2 separate regions of the Xenopus tropicalis genome follow, and region 2 is linked to region 1. A link is a contact called in public Hi-C data. All regions are on one chromosome and are shown on one strand. The core of a region is the stretch at or near the end of the contact, and the rest is flanking DNA. Distances in the headings are between cores, read along the strand shown.

Region 1 (2,716 bases), core at 147-2,646:
ACCATCTCAATTGTGCTAATATCAATTCTATCCAGTTCTCTTTTATGAAAGAATTTTAATAAGAGGACTTAAAGGGGTTATTCACCCATACCTTAACTTTTAATATGATGTAGAGAATGCTATTCTGAGACAGGTTGCAATTGGTCTTCTTTTTATGATATATGTGGTTTTTGCAGTGTTGGACTGGAGGGTACAGGGCCCACCATTTTTTTTCCCAGTGGACCGCCGGCCCAGTTCGACCCTGGGTTTTTGAATTATTTAACTTTTTATGTATCCAGTCTCCAGTTTGGAATTTCAGCAGCTATCTGGTTTCTGGGGTCCAAATTACCGTAGCAACCAGGCTTTGATTTGAATGAAAGACGGGAATATTAAAAGTAGAATAGAAAGTAAGTAATGAAAAGTAACAGTAACAATAAAATTGTAGCCTCACAGAGCAATACTGGGGTTAGTAACCCCAATTTGAAAGCTGGAAAGAGGCAAAGGAAGGCAAATAATTAAAAAAGTATAAAAAAGAAAAAATGAAGACCAGTTGAAAAGCTGCTTAGAATAAAAGTTATCTAAAAGGTTAACCACCCCTATAACTGAAGTTGTTTAGTAAATGCATTGAATAGAACCCAATGGAAATATCACACAACTCAAAAAGATTTTTCTTAGGCATCTCTGCAATCAAAAAGAATATATATTTTTATATATATTGTAGTCTGCTTCACCTCTCTGTACTATTAATGTATATTAATGCTTCATACACAAGTAGCATTATACACATACATCCCAATGTACAGAAATCCTATCCGAAGTAAGCGCTCGTGTGCTATATACAAAAACCACTGGGCACTTTTGCAATATAAGTTGTCATCACCATTTATAGATAGGATCAGCAAGTTGTGCTGTATTAACAAAGAGTGTTCATATAATAATTTACAGTGTAACAAACAAGGGTTACAGAATAAAACTAGGATTAGAGAGCCCTGTTCACAAGATTTTATAATGTAAAGTACAGATGAAACTTTGGGTGGGGTGAGTGTAATAGGCTGCTATGTGCCCAGTTGTGGCAGATTTGTGTTTCTTGGGAAATGCTTGCAGCCATATGGTCAAGCTCTGCTGGCTCTCTTTTGATTATTCATTGACTCCCAGCAATGGATTTGGATATTATCAAGTCCCATATTTGACCTTCTGTTCAGATTCTGGCGCAGAGAATGCTATTCTGGCAGCGATACCAGTCCCAGGTTGCGCCCACAATTAGAAACAAACTAATCACTGACTGTATTTGTGCAGTGCTAACTGAATTCCTAGTCATTCAGATGTTGCTAGATCACTTTGGCTTTTGAAGTTGGAAATGCTAATAAAGACTATTTGCGGAGACAGAAGCAGATTCAGCTGGGAAACAAGAAGGGCATTAGCACACTACAGACCCCCTAATGTGTCTGCTCTCCATTCTTTAGCCCTAATAGTTGGATAAATCACTCATTGTTAGAGAATGCATGCTCAGCAGGAGAGATTCAATGAAGTGTGAGAAAACTCTCAAGCAAATAGCTGTTCTCTTCTGGATTCTATGGTTCCTGGTAATGAAACATGTTCTTGGAACTTCCAAAACTGGAATCTTTGATACATACAGAGGTGTATTTATTAACACTGGAGACAAACATCACTAGTAATGTTGCCCATAGCAACCAATCAGACCTTTGCATTTGTTTTCTAACTTGTAGGTAACTGTTTAAATCTAATTGCTGATTGGTTGCTATGGGCAACATCACCAGTGATGTTTGTCTCCAGTGTTAATAAATATGCCCCTTATTGAAGATCTCACAATGGTTCTTAATAACTGATAAATTATGTTCAAATTAACTTTAATTGTAGCCTTAGGGGCACATTTACTAATCCACGAACGTCCGAAAAGCGTCCGAATGCGTTTTTTTCGTAATGATCTGTATTTTGCGATTTTTTTCGTAAATTGTCGAGACTTTTTCGTAGCCATTACGACTTGCTCGTAAATTGTCGCGACTTTTTCGTAGCCATTACGACTTGCTCGTAAATTGATGCGACTTTTTCATAGCCATTACGATTTGCTCGTAAATTGTTGCGACTTTTTCGTAGCCGCCGCGCCGAGTACGAAAGTTTTGGATTCATTCAAGCTTCAGTATCGTGACTTTCCTTGGGCCATGTTGGAGCTGCAGAGTGCCATTGAGTCCTATGGGAGGCTTCCAAAATCATGCAAAGTCGCAAAGGTTTGCCCGCCGTTTACGAGCGCTCAATACGAAAAAGTCGCGACAATTTACGAGCAAGTCGTAATGGCTACGAAAAAGTTGCGACAATTTACGAGCAAGTCGTAATGGCTACAAAAAAGTTGCGACAATTTACGAGCAAGTCGTAACAGCTACGAAAAAATCGCAACAATTTACGAGCAAGTCGTAATGGCTACGAAAAAATTGCAAAATGTTCGTTTCCAATCCGAATTTTTCCCATTCGGATTCTTGGATTAGTAAATGTGCCCCATAGTAATGTGTACAATTTAAGTAAGAGCTCCATGTGTCATTGCCCTCATAATGGTTTTTGAATCCCAGCATAAACAGGCTCTTACAGGTGTACTTCTGATGGCAGGCTTTTACCTAAAAGCTGTAATGGTTATGTGCTGAGGTTGGAAGAGCAACTATTGACTTTATGTTGTAGGCCAGGAAATTGGCTTAAAAAATGGAAAGTGTTTGGAGGAAGGAGCCTG
Region 2 (2,700 bases), core at 62-2,561, 110 kb after region 1:
AATGCGAACAGAAAAACAACAGTAGAAGTGCAACAGCTGGGGGTGCAGGCAGGAATAATGATGTTACGGTTGTGGGGTTCCATGAAATGGGGTGCATGGAGACAGGCTGGTGCTGGGGGAGTGGGAAGGAATGCGAATAAGCCCGTTTGGGGGGTAGGAAAGAGAGGTAAGAACGAATGGGTGGGGGTTCTGAGTGTAACTGGGAGAAAAAAGCAAGCGGCGGAATAGCAGCAGATGAAAGGAAGAATCAGAAATGAAGTGATAGGCACTGGGGATAATGAGAGGCGAATATGTGCAGGGGAGATGGGAGCTGATGAAAGGGAAATGCATATGGAATGTAAGTGCTTGTGATGGGAACTGGCAGCACCTATTTTCAAAGGGAGAATGGAAACACAAGGATCACAAAGAGGAATGGGGGTGTAAGGGAAAGTGCTGGGGCAATGTTCCTATGGGAAGAAGCTGAGGATCACAGAGAGAAGGGAATGGAGGCACTAACCACAGAGAGGAATGGGATGGAGCCATGTGTACATAGAGAATTGGGAGGGGGCACCATCCTCTGGGGGACACGTAGAGAGTATATACAGTGAGCTCAGTGACTGCAGCAGCACATAGACCCGCTACAGATAAGCAATGCAATTGGGACAGGGAGGAGGAATCAATGGGAGCTGGGAGAGATCTGAGAGAGGGAGGAATTCACAGCAGGGCTGCGGGGGCATTTATTTAATGGCATCAATTGATCCGTCAGGGCGAGTGCAAAGAGCAGTAAAGGAAAAAGTCATTGAGAAGGAGGGGAGGAGAAGTTGCATGGGGGGCGCCCAATGGCAGGCGCAGCCACTGTCCCAGCTGGAAACTTTTCTACCTGCAGCGCATAGCGGACATGTGACTGGCACATCGCAAGCTACACCGGCAGAACCATGCTGGGCAGCAGAGCAGTGAGGGGGTACAGTAAGGGGGTACAGTAGGGTCTGTACAGGGCGAAGGTGATGTGCCATGAATGGGATGGAGTAGGGCGGTATGTCAGGGGCACACAGCTGCCGGAGCGGGTTGACATGGGACTGACGTGCTGGCGCATCAGCTCTCGGAATGGAGATGTTATTGCACCTGGGGAAGGCAGGTCCGCAGAAGCCAGTGCCACCCATAGGCTGTACTCACCACGGTCTCAACCACAAGCTCAGTGACATTCTCACTCTCTTCCTCCGGGGTTTCTGCCCTGAGTGTTGGAGGCGTGAGGAGCAGGAGGAGCACAAACCCCCAGAACATGGTGACAGCTGCCCAACACAAGAGAGAGAGAGAGCCAGCACATAGGGAGCGTGGCAATGAGACGCGGAGGGAGGGAGCCGGCATTCCCAGCACCGCCCACGCTAGCCCGCCCACCCGAATGCTCCGCCCTTCCACTCGAATGCCCCGCCCCCCATAGCTGCACTTTACTACCTGGGCCGTGTTAGCGAGAGCTCGGTGCCACACAAGGCGCTCAGTGCGTTCGGATGTAACAGTGCGGAGTCGCAGTGCGCTGTTACATAGGAATGATGGCGCAGACACATAACCGCATCTATAATGGGCAGGGATCCAGGCTTGGCATGCGGATTATGTGGAGCCGCTCGCTGTAGTCTGCTTTCTCTACCTGTCCTTATCGCCCATAGCAGCAATCAGAATAACAAGCCCATACTACTTAGCGGAGACATCAGGTGTCGCGATTATTACTTCCTTGTATCCCTGGGTATGGGCTCTGCCTACTAACTAGACTGAACATTTACAGCCATGTCCCTAAACTGGCAGTGCACTTCAGATCTTAATTGTCTTACAATGAAATATCCAATATCGACAGGGTCGGACTGGGGGGTGCAGGGCCCTTTGGGGCTGCAGGGGCCCCACACTCCACCAAGGGACCCCCACCATGGTCCCTACACCCCCCTGAGCCCCTACTGTCCTCTCAACCCTCAAGTGCCCAGACTCAGGTGTGTTGGGTGAGGAGGACCTGCAGGCCCTGGAACACCCAGCAAGGATTGGTTCTGGCCCAGCTGTGCCACAAGGGCTATTGCACTCTCTGCACTACCAGAGCTGAATTTTCATTTTTGCCGCCTCCGGTAACTGGCTGCTCCCTGCTGCCTAAAGGTGGCCATACACAGGCAGATCCGCTCACTTGGAGATGTCGCCAAGCGAGCGGATCTTCATCCGATATCCCCACCTATGGGTGGCCATATCAGGGAGGCATGTCGGTGAATTCGATCAAATTCTGCAAGCGGCAATGGGGCAGTCGGTTCGGGGACCGCATCAACGAGCCGATGCGGTCCCCGATCCGACGGGATTTTCTAACCTGGCCGACCGATATCTGGCCAATTTCAGGCCAGATATCGGTCGGCCAGTCCGATTGTTTCTGCCCCTACACGGGCCGATAAGCTGCCGAGTCGGTCCAAGGGACCGATATTGGCAGCTTCTATCGGCCCATGTATGGGGACCTTTAGGCAAGGTTCTCACTTTGCCTCATGTCAGGAATGGCCCTGTAGAAGATCATGTTAAGCCATACATGTTTGGTAAGGTCGCCAAACAATTGGATATATTTCCGATATGCCCACCTAATGTGTGCGATGTTGGGCTAATTCAATCATTTGGCCCTATGGAAAAACAATCAAATAACAAAAGATATAGGCTCTCTTGGACTGAGGACTGCATCAATAAAACAATGCAGTCCCTGATCTGACA

Evidence for each region. A called contact is a pair of places that touch in the nucleus more often than the background predicts.
Region 2: a Hi-C map of gastrula embryo shows a contact between it and region 1, with 1.8 times the contacts expected there. The contact joins the promoter of fkbp11 here to the enhancer-like site in region 1. A contact is called at or near these places in 2 of 5 Hi-C or Micro-C datasets (gastrula embryo and neurula embryo).

Annotation. Positions count from the first base shown.
Region 1 is chr2:136,007,220-136,009,935 of UCB_Xtro_10.0, forward strand. No RefSeq gene overlaps it. Among named protein-coding and RNA genes, the nearest start is that of ddx23, 4.7 kb to the left of the region's middle. Within about 2 kb of position 1,397, at least 4 of the 11 cell types and tissues checked have an H3K27ac peak or open chromatin away from gene starts, as enhancers often do. A contact at or near this core is called in gastrula embryo and neurula embryo, where this site is marked.
Region 2 is chr2:136,121,446-136,124,145 of UCB_Xtro_10.0, forward strand. It overlaps fkbp11 (peptidyl-prolyl cis-trans isomerase FKBP11), which reads right to left and starts at 1,312. Exons shown (of 6, transcript XM_004921446.4): 1 at 1,153-1,312. The coding sequence starts at 1,260.